Linked DNA regions of Mus musculus: region 2 is linked to region 1. Evidence: chromatin contacts called from public ChIA-PET data. All regions are on one chromosome and are shown on one strand. Each heading gives the region's core, a stretch centred on a gene start, on an enhancer-like site or on the middle of the called end of the contact. The rest is flanking DNA. Distances are from core to core; before and after follow the strand shown.

Region 1 (7,842 bases), core at 1,502-4,001:
AGTTGGTCAACACCACGATGGGCTTCCGTGCCTCCAGAAGGGTGGTCCAAGATAAACTTTTTTCCCATCTCAGCCTTTGGTATTTTGTTATAGCAACTGAAAACAGACTAATACACCTATCTAATGAAAGTTTAGGAGAAGAAAGTGAGAGAGATAGGCAGTATGGGAGCAGATATGGAAGTCACTTTTTAAAATTCATATACAATCCTGGAGACTAGCGTAGAAGGTTTCAATAGACCTTTTGGGTTTCGATGAGGCAAATAAAGACCAGCAATGATAAAAGGAATAGTGGAGTGGGATGGAGACATGGCTTTGAGATAGGGTGCTTGCCTGGTGTACACACGAGATGCTGGGTTTCATGGCCAGCACCAAAAAAGAACAGAAGAAGCACTGATCCCACCCCCATGGAGGAGGGGCAGGGTTAGTGTTGAGGGATGGACCCTAGGGGTTGCCATGGATACTGGCCACAGCACCTTCCTTTCCTCTTTGCTTGGTTCCCAGGTTGGGGGACCATTGCCCAGTGTCCTGAAGTGATAAGGGAGAACTGCATTTTGTATAGTTCCATGCTACAGAAGCCCATACTGCTTGCTGCATGGCCTTGGCTGTCTTGGAGTCCACAGTTCACTGGGGCTTCATTAGAGTCTGTTAGCATCAGAATTCTTGTGAGTGCCAGGCAGCTGGGCCTGGCTTTGGGCACTTGCTGGAAGCTCTTAGAAGTCAGATCTTTCAGAGGCAAGCGAGTCTGGAATGGGTTTCTGAGTGCTGAGGTATTGATCACCAAAGCCATGGTACCTGGGGGAGTGTGAATTTCCAGGCCTTTTACTTCCAGCTCTGAGTAACCCGGGTTCTCTAGAAGTGGCTTTTCTTTTCTTTCTTTTTTCTTTTCTCTTTTCTTTCCTTTTTTCTTTCTGTTTTTTTTTTTTTTTCTTTTTGACAAGGGTCAGTCCTGTTCTATTGTTTGGATAGTAAGTGTGGCATTCCTTCAGGCTGCCTGAGTAGGGGTCAGTAGTCCACTGTTGGGCTAGGTCAGATTTTCTCTAAGTTACTCTGCTAAGAATGGATGGAGAGCTTATTTCGAGCTTGGATCCCCAGACCCTGGCCCCAGGGTACCTGGTTCTGAGTCTGCCACCAGAACCACCATCTGCTGGTCTGGAACCTGACTGGTCAAAGTTCTTGTTCCAAATTTTGGCTTTTACTGAGGGCCAGTTTGATATACTCAGGGTCTGTCTGTGTTGGGCCCCAAAGCTAAAAGGCCAAGAAATAACAAATGAAACAAACCAGCCAGCTCAGGGCAGAGTGATGAACGTTGGTCCCCAGCATGGCCAGTGCCTCCTGGGAGCAACACAGAGACTGGAGGTCTCTGAAGGGACAGGCACTGTGGGTGGGTCTCAAGAGAGAAGGACAAAGCTATTCCAAGTCAAGGAGGCTGCTTTAAAAGGAAGCAAAGGTCTCCTTCCGCTGGTGAGGGCAGTCTGAGCTCTTCCTTCTGGCTAGGGAGGGAGCAGGAGCTGGGATAGCTTGGGACACACTTGGGGGCCATGCTGCCAACAGCAAATGTATGTGACCAGGTCTGCTTTCTGGGGGAACAGATCAGAGGTGAATCAGGCTCTGAGCTCCAAATGCACTCGGTCCTGCCCCCGGTGACCTTCAGACCGGAGCAGGTAGCTCACCTTCTCTGATCCTTACCCGAGGCCCACAAGTAAGATGGCGAGCACCCAGAGCTGAAGCACTTAGGAGGCTGAGACCAGGAGGCTTGGGAGTTCAAGGTCAGCCTGGGCTACCTTACACAAACAAAGAGTAAAATAGGCCTGTGGTGTGTCTAATACACGAGGTCATTGGAAACAGGAAGGCACACAGGAAAGCTCTTCCGCAGGGCCGGGAGCCCAATGACTCAATAAAATAATGTCCTTTGTTTCTCTGTTTGTGATCGGCAGCTGGCGGGCAGGGCTGTGGGCCGGAGCTGGTGTGGAGTTCCGTCTTCACATCTGGAGGATTGCAGGGGTATGGAAAGATGAGAGTGTATGAAAGAATTGGGGTACCTGTGGGTAAGACTGGTGTCTCAGACAAATATCAGCAAGTGAAAATCTGGGGCACCCTCCTTCCATGGGTGGCAGATTCCAGGCTGCCCCATGGAGATCTTAGTAATTTGGAAGAAAGGGGGTTCTGGGTCAAATTTTGAAAAACATCATGCTTGAGAGGCTGCCTGAGGAGAGAATCTGGAGAGAAGTTAGGAGAGGGATATGGGGGAGGAGGAGAACACCAGCCACTGCAGGGGTGGGCTGAGGGTGTGGCCACACTGCTGACAGTGACAGGCCAGTGGACCAAACTGCAGAAGACCAAGGTGCCCTTCAGGCGGCAGCAGGGAACGGAAGGGTTTAGAGGGCACTGGGCAGGCCGTTGAGAGGATTCAAGGCCAAGGGAATGGTGTTGTGTGCTGGTTCCATGTGGAACGGAGAGAGCTCTGGCCTGAGAGAAACTTCCATGCCAGGAGGCAGGAGCAGGCAGGGGTCAAAATGTTTCATGTGGCCAAGGGGTGCAAAGTGGGATGCTGGGAGAGCTCTGATGCTGAGTTAGGGGGAGGGGAGTGCTCTACATTAGGGCAAGGAGGGAGGAGGAAGAAAGCCACGAGGAAAACCTTTGGTTAGAAGGAGAGGGGGGGGCATTACAGAGATGGCTGAGCTGGTAAAGACATGCTTGTATCGATGGAGGAGGACATGAAGTGGGTGGGGCATATCCTGTCTCTCCCACAGGGCCTGCACCCTGGGGCTGTGTTTGTGTGTGTCTCAAAGAGACACAGGAGCTGGACCTGGCCGGTTAACATGGGCGCTGACTCAGCTTTCTTCCCGGATTTGTCGTCTGTGTGGTCCATCTGCCCCCTCCCCCAACCCCAGTTATATCTTGTGTTTTTGATTTGGTCCCCTTAATAAATGGCTGGGAAAGGAGAATGGAATTCAAACCACATCCTGGGGTAATGAGATCTTTAAGGGGCTTTTCTTCCTTTTTTCCCCAATGCTAGAACCTGCTCCCTGCCCTCCTTGGAGAGACACAGATCTCTGATTGCCTGATGAAATCCAGTTCCATTTCCAAATAGAACTCAGCTGGCACAATCCCAGCAGCGGGTGCGAAAGCTTTGAGGAGAGCAAGAGAGTCTCTTGTGATCACGATGGAATGGCCACAGGCTGGTTCTTGGGGAGAGTGTGGCCAAGCTGGAAGGAAAGAGAGAGGATTTTCATGGAAAACCTGGCAGATTAGCATGCAGGCCTCTGGTTTTCATCCTGGAGTATGCAGAAGGCTCAGAGCTAACTGTGAGAGCCCTCATGCTGGGTGGGAGAGGTCAGGGACCAGGGTCACACTGCCCAGGAGATGGCTGTCTAGGATGCAAGTCAGATTCCCACTCTGGGGCCAGGGTGGAGTGTGGGTGTGCTGGTGGAGAGTGGGGTGGGGAGCAGTCTGAAGCAGGTTACAATCTGCTCTCCCGAGCCTCCTTATGGCCACTTCCCTTTGGCTTTAGTGACTGGGCTGGGATCAGTGCCTGCCACCCACTTACTGGGGATGAGGACTGGGGTTCCTCTCCAGCTAAGAGTCCCCTGACAGGGTCTAGCTCTAGCTCCTGGCCTTTCATCCTGGGACAGCGGCCACCTTTCTCTACTTCTCCTGACCCTGGGCTACTGCTTTACTGTGAGGTCTCTAAAGGTTAAGTTCCTCAGATAGCATCCCATCAGCCCCTATAAGGAATGTACACGGGCAAGGAACAGGCTCCTCCTGTAGCTGCCTCTCCAAAAGCTATCACAGACCTGCACCTGAAGGGCTTCTCCTTGCCCACCTGTGGCTTCTGTCCAGGTAGAGCTGAGGACCTCGTCCTGCCTATTGGAAACATTTGTGTCGCCTTCTCCACAAATCATGGTAGAGGCTGGAGTCCTGAAACTAGGCTCTCCCAGCTGTCCTGGGCATGCGACAGGAAGAGGCGTGACTAGAGACATGTGTGTTCTAGTATGTGGGTGTGAGCTTTCCTGTACCCTCAAGCAGTGGCTGTCTCCTGGGTTGGCTCAGTTCTCTGGAGCTAACGACATGGAACCCGGATACTGCCATACTCCACCTTGGTGATGATGGACTGAAACTGATCCCATAAGCCAGCCCCAATTAAGTGTTGTCTGTGCAAGAGTTGCCTTGGTCATGGCATCTGTTCACAGCAGTGAAACACTAAGACACTTCCCCTGTGGACACTCTAGAGGGCTTGTGTTTGAATACTTGAGTGGGGATAGAGGTAGGAAGGCTGAGCCCTATCTCTTAGGGACAGCAGGGGAATCTGCCACGTATGGTGGGGCAGACAGCCTTTATACTCAGCCATCCTTCATCTGCCACTGGACAGTTGTGCCCTCACCTGGATATGCAGTCCTACTAAGAGGTCCTGTCGCACTTCTGCAGTGACTCCCAGCTCTAGTCTTCTGCCTTAGCTCAGGTCCCCGAGTGCTACATATAACATACTTTTCCAGATCTCCTTGGCCTGGTACTCAAGACCCCTACTCAGACACGAGGGTTGCCCATGGCCAACTTTCCCTTCTGATACTTTCAGTCATACCCACTGACCTCTTCCAGTCTAGAAGACCTTGGGTCTTCTCTTGTTTTGCACCCCAGAGAGTGTACAACCTGGCACCTGTCCCATCCCTCCTCCCCTCGCCACTTCACCCCTCCTCTGCTCTACAAGTCACTCTTGCCTATGAGCATGAACTCCATGTTGCTACAACCCTATCCCCTTTTTAGTCCTCCCTGTCCCCTCTCTAGTCCTCCCTGTCCCCTCTCTAGTCCTCCCTGTTCCCTTTCTAGTTCTCCCTGTACCTTCTCTAGTCCTCCCTTCCCCCTCTCTAGTCCTCCCTTTGTCCTCTCTCTAGTCCTCCCTTTTTCCCCTCTCTAGTTTTTCCTATCACCTCTCTAGTCCTCCCTCCTATAGCTCTCATTTGGGCATGCATAGCAGTTTCCTCCTCAGAGCACACCCTTTCCTGTGTACACTCTCTGCTATCCTTGTGGCCTCCCTGGTGGCCTTGGGGCCACAGCTTTGTGTGGCTAGGAAACAAATGCTTTGAACACATTGAGCAAAGTTTTGCTGCTTCCCTGGGGCTGAGCAAGGGCAATAGTGGTACCTGCTTGGAGTCCTTAACAGACTGGATTGTGTTCTTCCCACCAATGCATTCGTTCTACCAACCCCAGGTAGACCAGCCAATACTTGGCTGTGCTTGGAGGTGGCCCTTTGAAAGGGACATCAATGCAAACTGAGGACAGATGGACAGGCCCTAATCCAATATGACTGATGTCTAACCCCAAGTTCATCTTGGGATCCTGACATGAAACTGAAGTTTAAATAGAAGGAGTGACGTGGTTCTGCCCAGCAGGGACTCTTCATTGTCTCAGCTCGGGAAGACATCTCTGAGAGACAGGATCTTCCTCTGGCTTGCTCCAGGGCCCCAGTCTTTACCTCCTTCCAGCACAAGCTTCTGGGTTGTAATTCTAATTTACTGTGGGACCGTTGTTTCGTTAGTAAGATGGGCAAGGGAGGGGCAAGAGCGTCCCTCTAGAAAGGATCTTCAGTCATGCCACTCTGGCTGCAGTGTCCCCAGGACAGCTTGGAGTTGCACGGGGGGTGGGGTGGGGTGGGTGGGGGGGAGGGATGAGGGCACTGCGGTCCTTTGAGGTGAGGGTACTGGGAGGCGTAGACTTCAGGGCAGGGGTGGAAGGCTGGAGTCAGGGAGGCAGAGGGGACAGGATGATGTATCTGGTTGAGGGCTATTGGGTCATGCCATCCATGGCCACACACTGCACATATATTAGTGACAAGATCAAAATTGTCTTGGGTGCCTAGAACTTTGGGTGCCTGAAGACACTGAACTCAGCAGAGGGTAGGGACTGTAGTAGTCAGGGTTCTCTAGAGGAAGAGAAGGACTCTCTCTCTCTTTACATACATACATATATATATATTATATAATATATTATCTATATTACATGATATATAATATGTAACATATTATATATAATGTTATCTATACATCTAATATACATATATATAGATATATTAGATATACATATATGTGTATATATGTATATTCCATATACATATATATGGAATTACATGGAATTTATTAGTTTATATGGAATTTATTAGCATGCCTTGAGGCTGTGGTCCAGCTTGTCCAACAATGGCTGCCTACCAACAGATATCCAAGAACTCTAACACCAGTGAAGGAGAACACTTGCCTGTGAGCGTTTGAACAGGCAGGCAAAGAGCAAAAGCGTCCCTTTTCCATGCCTTTTGTATAGGCTGCCAATGGAAGGTGTGGCCCAGATTTTAGGGTGGGTTTTCTGACCTCAAATGATCTGGACTTAGGGTGGGCCTTCCGACCTCAAATGATCTAATGATTCAATCAAGAAAAAATCCCTCACAGATGTACCCAGCCACTTGGGCTTTAGTTAATTCCAGATGTAATCAAGTTGACAACCAAGAATAGCCACCACAGGGATCTACCTCAGTAGTAGGGCAGCGACCTAGATGTGCAGGACCCTGGTTATATCCCTAAGACTCCGGGAACAGAACCAGGAGAGGGCAGTGGATGGATTGGCTAAAGGGCAGGAGGAAGTTCAAGGCCATTTGGGAATTAAGGCTAAGCTGTAACCATGGCTATGGCTCAGGGGGAAGAGAAGAGTCATGGGAGGGAATCTGTCCAAGTTTTTCCATCTGCAAAATGGGTAATGGCTATAGACGCTTGTCTTAGAGATGACAAAGTGTATTTAACAATATTGCTGTGTCACTGATGTAACAAGGGCAGTTCCACAGGGCTTGTCCCCCTGCTTTACATTGGCTTATTAACAGCTCTTTCAAAGATGTGACCACATTACTAATTGCATCCTGAAGCCACATGGTTCTGTGAACGCAGCCCTGGGTGGCATTGTTTTTAGCCCTGTAGACTGCTGCTGAACATGGGGTCAGACTTGTGTGGGGCATGCTTTGAACCCAAGGATTCATCAAGAAGAAACCAAAGCCTGCTCTAGGCTCAGTGCATGTCTCAGACCCCAGACCTGCGTGTTGTTCCCCCCTTTCAAGCAAACGCAGGGGCCATGCCTGGTATGCCCAGCTTCAGACGGTAATAATGAGCTAGGCTAGGGACAGGTAATGTGGAGTCCAAGAACTAGATTGAGGACATCCTGGGGCAAGGAAAGGACACTCTCCAGCTTAGAGTGTGGAGGTTCTTGGTCCTTAGCCTCCTACAGACTTGCCAAAACCAGGGAGTCTGATTTGACCATTCTGAACCACCAGGCTTGTGAGCTTTCTTGGAGCAATGGTGCCCTCTTGTGGTCTTCTTTGCAATTGCAGACAGTGAATGTGACAGCTCAGTGCTGCGGGAGAGTCTACCCCACCATTTCCAGGGTGACAGTCCAGTCTGTTTTTTATACTTGGATGTCCTGGTGCTGTCTTTGGTTGCCTTGGTATGTCCTTGTTCCTCGTTTGTGTCATCTTTGTCCCTGGCATGTCTGTCTCCTACTGGTGTGGGCTGTCTGTCAAATATCTCTTCCCATCAGCCTCTGTCCCGCTGCCAAATTCTTTCCTGCTGTCTCTGGCTCTCCCTACCCTGCTCTCTGGTGTCTGTGTCCCTAAGCTGGGGTCATGTCTGTTCCCCTCCAGTTGGAACTGGTTTTTGAGAATGCAGGCTTAGCTGCTCTCTCCAGAATGAGTCAGGAGCTCCTGGAGGGACGAGGGCTCAATTCCCAGCTCTTGCTGACCTCAGAGAGGGTGCACAAGGGCAGAGGAACTGGCTCAGCCGGGGACTGGGACAAGAGATTTTCCAAATCATGTTT
Region 2 (7,842 bases), core at 3,820-6,319, 530 kb before region 1:
TTCGAGACCAGCCTAGTCTATAGAGTGAGTTCCAGGACAGCCAGGGCTACACAGAGAAATTCTGTCTTGAAAACACAAATAAGGCCTGGAGAGATGACTCAGCAGTTAAAAGCATTGGCTGCACTTCCAGTGATCCTGAGTTCAATTCCCAGCTACCACATGGTGGCCCGCAATCATCTGTAATGGGATCTGATGCCCTCTTCTGGTGTGTCTGAAGACAGCTACAGTGTACTTATATACATAAAATAAATATTTTTTTTAAAAAAATCTACATCTGTTTTAAAAACACACAAAACAAAACAAAAGTAAGTAAATAGTTATGCTCTTTTGCTATGAAAGTATGAGGATTCAAGTTCACATACAAGAGGATCCCTGGAGGGCTGGAGGAAGGGCTCAGCAGTTAAGAGCACCGGATACTCTTCCAGAGGTCCTGAGTTCAATTCCTAGCACCTACATGGTACAACCTTATATAACTCCAGTTCCATAGGATCCAACACTCTCTTCTGGTATGTGCAGGCTCATGCATATGGGCACAGACATATATGCAGGCAAAACACCAGTACACATGAAGTGAAAATAAAGTAAAGAAGTTCATTTAACACTTGGGAGGCAGAGGCAGGCGGATTTCTGAGTTCAAGGCCAGCCTGGTCTACAAAGTGAGTTCCAGGGCAGCCAGAGCTACACAGAGAAACACCCTATCTCGAAAAACCAAAAACCAAAAAAAAAAAAAGTTCATTTAAAGGGAGGGGGGATACTGGCACTCAGTGGTCAGCAAGTCTACATAATCAGTGAGTTTAAGGTTCAGTGAGACTGTCTCAACAGATAAGATGGAGAATGCTGGGAGAAGACACCTAATATCTACCTCTGGCCTCCATAAACACACACACAAACAATACCCCCCCATACACACACACACAGTCACAGTCACAGTAGCTCAGTGGAAGAGCACTTGTCTAGCTTGCAATATTGCTCCACAGAGAGGAGCCTGGGGGAACATGCACCGGGCAGGAAGCCCTGTAGGCTCCTCAGGGGGGGATTAGGGTGGGCCTGTGGGCTAGAGAAGCAGAGACTGCTGTGGGAGGGGAGCTGAGACCATGCTAGGAAGCAACTCAAATCTGTCCACACAGGGCGTGACAGACAACCAGGACAGCAGTGAACAGCAGACTCGAGAGGCAGGGGTGACTTTCCTGACACAGGAACTCTTCCCTTGCACATGAGTTCAAAGATGGTGGATCACTGTGCCTGTTAGAAAGTTGTCCCTCCATCGACTGGAGCTACTTGGGAGCTTCTGCCCAGTCCTGCTCTATACGTGAGGCTCACATCGGAGTCTAGCTGTCTCCTCCGAACCAAAGGCCCTTCCCAGCCCTTGAAGACAGTTCCCATAGGCTTCAGGCTTCTTTTTCCTATTTCCTACGTTCATAGTACCTGGAAATGCCTTTCCAGGGAGGGATTTTCCAAACCTTTCAACAGAGCCAACTGACCTGAAAAAGAGTTCACCTCATCTAGAAAAAGCCTATGACGGCCTGAACGCGCAAGGAAGGTGTGTGTGTGTGTGTGTGTGTGTGTGTGTGTGTGTGTGTGTGTGTGTCTGTCTGTCTGTCTGTCTGTCTGTCTGTGGCTCTGTGTATATGTGTGGTGTTTGAGTCAGGGTCTAAGTATGCTAACTAGGCTGGTTTCAAACTCATGAGCTCAAATGACTCGTTCGACTCAGCTTCCCAGCTAACAGAGACTACCGGCTACACCCCAACCCAGCTCTAACTTGCCCCCTGCAATAATTCTACCTGGTGAATTTGGGTTCCCCATCTCTGCTTATGAAGGACTCTGCATTGTTAGTGTTCTCCAGCCACACCCCATCCAAAGCATCCTGAATTCTAGAAGAAAATCCAGGGTACATCCTTAAGGAATGTTCCCCAGCCTGCTCCCAGAGAAATCCAGTCAGCAAACCCTCACAGGCTGCCTGCTAGACAACTCGAAGAAACACACACACATATCACACACAGAGAGAGACACACAGACACAGACACACAGACACACAGACACACAGACACACACACACACACACACACACACACACACGGCTAGACATTTTGCCTGTCCCAGGGAGAGACCCCAGTCTTGTGTAGAGGGAAGAGGAGCCTGTGTGGATCCCAACAGGAAGAACACTTTGAGTCGCTTACTTCTTCTTCCCACCCAACCTCCAACAGCAGGACCAGCTTCCCATCCTCCTGGCCCAGAGCCCACAGTGCTTTCTAAATACATCCCTAGCTTATGTCTGGCATCATTCCAGGCAGCATCCGTTCCCGTGGGACATGCATCCCTAGAGCTTGCGTGTACGCTGTCTGTGTTCTGTTTGAGTGCCTGTCTATGCAGCAGAGCAGTGTGGTCCCACCTGGGCATATGTCTATGTCTATATAGGATGTGTGTTGCCCATCATGTGTACCCACAGTGCGGGTACACATGAGGGTTTCTGCTGCCTTTTGTAGCCAAGAATGAGGGAGCCATTCATCCCATCGCTGACAATGCACTCTTCCCAGTGTGTTAGCTAGGCCAGCTCCCTTTGACAGCATCTTTCCACCAGGCCAGAGCCAACCCTACCTAAGGCTTCTCTCTAGGGTTTGATGGAGAGGAGAAGTACCCAAGCTCCTGTGTATGGGGAGTGGCTTTAACACTTGTCGAGCTTCAAAAATGTTTGACACCTTCTGTTGATTTATACCACACTAGCTTCCTCCCATCTTCTCCTCCTCTGAAGACTTTACCAAAACAATACCTGTTGGCATGGAGGAAGAGACAGACCCTCACCCCCTTACCTGTCCCAGTGGGAATATCGCACTGATTGAACTTCAAGTGGAAAGGAAGTTCACTAGCCTAGATAAAAACTTGAGCCGTTATCATGAAAGGCCTTTAGGCCAGACAGGCTGGCTAGACTCACATGCTCCCCTAGATAGGTTCGGCTGTTACCAAGGTGAATCATCACATCTCCACCATCTGCCTGATGCCTGTGCTCACCAGTTCACCCCACAGCTTCCCCCTCCACCTCCTACTGCAGAGTCAGAGTCAAATAGCTCTACTCAGTTCTACTGGAAACAACTCCCTAAAGGGATAGAGAGCCCAAGTTAGACTCCAGAGGCAGAGTTTACAGACAGATGCAAACGTGTAAATCCCTGCTGAGCCCCAGATGGAGTCAACTTGGGGGCCTTGAAGGAAGGCAAGAGTTTAGAGAGGTGGACTTGAAAAAGGAGCGAAGGTGACAGGAAGCTGCCTGGGTTGCTGGGGACAGGTGGCTGTGGCACACATACCTGAGGAATAGCATGTCTGGTGCAGTGAAGTCGTAGGTAAGGTCTAATACATCAAAGGAGTGTACATTTGGGAGAAATTTATTTTTGCAGGGCTGAGGCTCAAACTCTGGGCCCTGTATATGCTAGGCAAGCATCTACCTGCTGAGATGCACTGCCAGGACTACTTTAGATAAAAATGTAAAGGCCTTCTACCTGGGGCATTGAAGCCCTATCTAACAGGTCTATTGTTTTCAAGAGTTGTAGGGCCATTCTCTCTCTCACAGGCTGTTTTTGCACACGCTAGGCAAGGGCTCTACTCCAAAAATGTTTGTTTGTTATAGAGACCCAAGCAATACTTGCCAGCCTGGAACTCATGTAGATGAAACTGTCTTTGAGCCCTTCATCTCCTGGCTCTTCTCTCTAGTGTTAGGATAACAGCCTGAGCCACCATACCTAGCCATATATATAAATGGTTTTACTATTGTATACGATATCAGAAAAACAAGACAAAAGACACCTGTTTCTTACAGGTGATGGGGAGTCATTAAAGGACACTAGATCTATAGGGCCTAGTTAGGTGTGGTTATTTGACCTGTGTAGGTGTAGATTTGGTTTGTTTGTTTTTGAGACATAGTCTGGCTATACCGACAATGGAACTCAAATCGTGGGCTTAAGCCACCCTCCCCCCTCAGCTCCTGAGAAGTGCAGGGCTGGGATGTGAGTACGAGGAAGCTCCCCCTGTCCACTGGGTAGGAAGTGGAAAAGAACAGAAACAGTAGTTAGAAAAGGACCCATAAGGCCGGAGCGAGGCTCCAAGGTCAAGAGCACTTGCTACTCTTGCAGAGGACTGGGGTTCAATTCCTAGCACCCACATAGTGATTTCCACCATCTGTAACCTCAGTTCCAAGGAAACCAGGGCCTTCTTCTGACCTCCATGGGCACTAGGCGGTCACATGCACACATACACACAGGCGCAGGCAAAACTCTCATACACGGAAAATAAAAAGGTTTGAAGTCTAATTTAAAAAAAAAATGAAAGAAAAGTAAGGGGAAAGACCCATAGAGAGACAGGATGGGGGACAGGATAAGGTGACGGCAGAAGAAGGGACACTGGAGAGTGGGTAGATAGTGCTGCCATTGTACCATGTGTCCCCATCCTCTCTGAAAGAGCCACCTGCTCTAGGGACCAAAAGACCAAGATGGGGAATCAGTTTACCCATCAGGGGAAGTGAGTGTGTCACCCACAACAGTGTGCCTGGTGGCAAGAAAGATTTAAGGTAACCATGAACCAACCCCTACTGGCAGGAGCCCCTCACTCTCCTCAAAGGGGGTCAGCACAGAGACGAGATCGCCAGAGCCTAGAGGACAGAACAGCCCACTGTCTCTTACTTCCCTGGGGCCCATCACTTATATCACTGTGTTTTGAACCCATAGTAGTTCGGGTGTAATTGGTTTTGTATTGCCCAGGGAGGAGGTTGACCAGGGCAGGGCAGGGCAGGAAGAACAGAGTAAGGAGCTGAGGAAACGCAGGTGCAGGGCAGCTGTGAGTGAAAGGTATGAAAACAGGCACCCTGTCTTCCTCTGTGGTTAGCAGGCAAACAACCTGAGAGCTGGGGTGATGGAGGGCAGTGGCAGATGGGGAGGAGGACGCGGAGGTAGGGACTTCCGGAGATATAACAGGCACGCCCCCTTCTTTTCCACTCAGAAAACGCTTCCTCCCTACCCTGCGCCTAGTCTCCCTGTGTGTGACTCATATTTGCCTCCGCTGCTGGGTTCCTGTGCCTAGGGAGTTTACTCTCTGCTTGGGAAGTAGCTGGAAACTTAGGCTCCGCCCCTTTCCCAGAAGCCTTTGGAGGGAAGTGTGGGTAGTAGCTCTCATTGTAGCGTTATTGATTGACTAAAGACAGGCAAACGTGCCTTTAAGCAAACCTCCTCTTTGAGCAAGACAGGTCTGTAAAATAAGAGGAAGATTACATACCTCAAGCGTGTGTGGATTAAACCAAATAGGAGGCCATTTCCTCAGTTTCAGCAATAATCAAGACAGGAAGAAGGGGAGAAATTTAGAGGAAGTAAGCCAGCTACATCAGCACTCAACCATTCCCCACCCCCAGTGAGAGCTTAGATTTACTACCCACTGTCCTTACAGAATTGGAATATTGGCTTCTTGTTCCTATCAGGTTCCATTCCCAAATGTCAGTACTGACTGCAATCCCTAAGCCTTCCATCTTTAAGAACACCCTACCACTTTGTGAGTGACTACTGGTCCAGTTTACATACAAACAAACGAACAAAAACGAAAGAAAAGAAGAGAAAAGAAAAGACCTGAAGTTTCAGGCCAGGGATGTGGCTCAGTGGTGGAACAGTTGCTCAGCACTACCAAAAATTAGAATAAAAAATTATATTTAAGAGACAGGGCGGGGCTGGTGAGATGGCTCAGTGGGTAAGAGCACCCGACTGTTCTTCCGAAGGTCCAGAGTTCAAATCCCAGCAACCACATGGTGGCTCACAACCATCTGTAACAAGATCTGACTCCCTCTTCTGGAGTGTCTGAAGACAGCTACAGTGTACTTACATACAATAAATAAATAAATCTTAAAAAAAAAAAAAAAAAAAAAGAGACAGGGCATGGGGGCATGTGCCTTTAATCCCAGAACCCAGCAAGCAGAGACTACCCAAAGCTCAGGTCAACCTGGTCTACATAGTAAATTCCAAGCTAGCCAAGGCTATAGAGGGAGATCCTGTCTAAAATAAATATGCAGAAGGGAGGAAGGAGGGTAAAGATGGCATGCTTAAGGACAGGCCAAGAGGAAACAGAATAGTACAGACAAAAAGCATTAGCCTGGAAGGACAGGAAACCTCACAGGTGGCAGCTTCCTCTCAGAGGAAAAAAGAAGAAGAAGAAGAAGAAGAAGAAGATATGGCTATCGTTTTCATTTCTCTTTCTTTTGGTCCTTACAGTACAAGGAACTGGCCTTCTACAGTAACAGCACGGAGATTCCCCTACAGGACAGTAACTTCTGCTCTACAGTCGAGGGACCCTTACTGACGTCCTTTAAGGCGGTATTCATGCCTGTGGCCTACAGCCTCATCTTCCTCCTGGGTATGATGGGAAACATCCTGGTGCTGGTAATCCTGGAGAGGCACCGGCACACGCGGAGCTCAACCGAGACCTTCCTGTTCCACCTCGCAGTAGCCGACCTTCTCTTAGTCTTCATCCTGCCTTTTGCAGTGGCTGAGGGCTCTGTGGGTTGGGTCCTAGGGACCTTCCTCTGCAAAACTGTGATCGCTCTGCACAAGATCAATTTCTACTGCAGCAGCCTGCTGCTGGCCTGTATAGCTGTAGACCGGTACCTAGCCATCGTCCATGCTGTTCACGCCTACCGCCGCCGTCGACTCCTCTCCATCCACATCACCTGCACGGCCATTTGGCTGGCCGGCTTCCTGTTCGCCTTACCGGAACTCCTCTTTGCCAAGGTTGGCCAACCTCATAACAACGACTCCTTACCACAGTGCACCTTCTCCCAGGAAAACGAAGCGGAAACTAGAGCCTGGTTCACCTCCCGTTTCCTCTACCACATCGGGGGCTTCCTACTACCGATGCTTGTGATGGGATGGTGTTACGTGGGCGTGGTCCACAGGCTACTGCAGGCCCAGCGGCGCCCTCAGCGGCAGAAGGCGGTCAGGGTGGCCATTTTAGTGACAAGCATTTTCTTCCTCTGCTGGTCGCCCTACCACATTGTCATCTTCCTAGATACACTGGAGAGGCTGAAGGCTGTGAATAGCAGCTGCGAGCTGAGTGGCTATCTCTCTGTGGCCATCACCTTGTGTGAATTCCTGGGCCTGGCACACTGCTGTCTCAATCCCATGCTCTACACCTTCGCTGGCGTAAAGTTCCGCAGTGACCTCTCTCGGCTTCTGACCAAGCTGGGCTGTGCTGGCCCGGCCTCCCTTTGCCAACTTTTCCCCAACTGGCGCAAGAGTAGTCTCTCTGAGTCAGAGAATGCTACTTCCCTCACCACCTTCTAGATCCCGGAAGTCTCGGGGCCCCTGTCTGTTTCTGTTTTCCTTGGGAGGATAAAGTGGTGGCGGAACCCATCCAACTCGAGCTTGGGCCAGTGTCCCCAGATGGGAAAGCTAGATAAACTCTCTCAAACTTTCCCAAAGGGGAAAGCAGCCCAAAGGCAAAGCAAGCTATATCCAGGCCACCTGTATCACCTTAGATGAAGAGAACTCCATACACCTCCCATCCTAACCAGCTAAAGCTAAGCTCAGCTTTATTTCTTCCTGGCCATAGGGACAACCACCTCTGCTGTGGCCCACAGTCTCATCTTCCTCCTGATTATGAGCCCAGACTCTCCTCCCAGAATGTATTCCATCATCTTAAAGACTACTGGCTGCCACAGCTACCCACCACTCCTATACCACAGAGGAATAGCCAGCTGGCGGCGGCAGACTATGGCCTTAATGTGCCTGTCTCATAAATACAGACTTCATGCCAGACCTTCAACCGTGCCTTTCTCTTAACCAAGCAGAAAGCTGAAACCGATCTACTTTAGGTAGCTGTCTG

The links. ChIA-PET counts read pairs in DNA pulled down with a chosen protein or histone mark.
Region 2: a contact with region 1 is called in an RNA polymerase II ChIA-PET map of memory CD8 T cells, with 31 read pairs. The contact joins two enhancer-like sites. A contact is called at or near these places in 1 of 15 datasets of contacts at CTCF or cohesin (embryonic stem cells), 5 of 484 Hi-C or Micro-C datasets (the G1E-ER4 cell line, the P5424 cell line, embryonic stem cells and 1 more) and 1 of 115 datasets of contacts at active chromatin or transcription factors (memory CD8 T cells).

What each region holds. Positions count from the first base shown.
Region 1 is chr9:43,984,315-43,992,156 of GRCm38.p6, reverse strand. No RefSeq gene overlaps it. Among named protein-coding and RNA genes, the nearest start is that of Gm30373, 14 kb to the right of the region's middle. Within about 2 kb of position 2,751, at least 52 of the 459 cell types and tissues checked have an H3K27ac peak or open chromatin away from gene starts, as enhancers often do. A contact at or near this core is called in the P5424 cell line and memory CD8 T cells, where this site is marked.
Region 2 is chr9:44,512,693-44,520,534 of GRCm38.p6, reverse strand. It overlaps Cxcr5 (chemokine (C-X-C motif) receptor 5), which reads left to right. Exons shown (of 2, transcript NM_007551.3): 2 at 6,234-7,842. The coding sequence ends at 7,301. Among named protein-coding and RNA genes, the nearest start is that of Cxcr5, 9.8 kb to the left of the region's middle. Within about 2 kb of position 5,069, at least 160 of the 459 cell types and tissues checked have an H3K27ac peak or open chromatin away from gene starts, as enhancers often do. A contact at or near this core is called in the P5424 cell line and memory CD8 T cells, where this site is marked.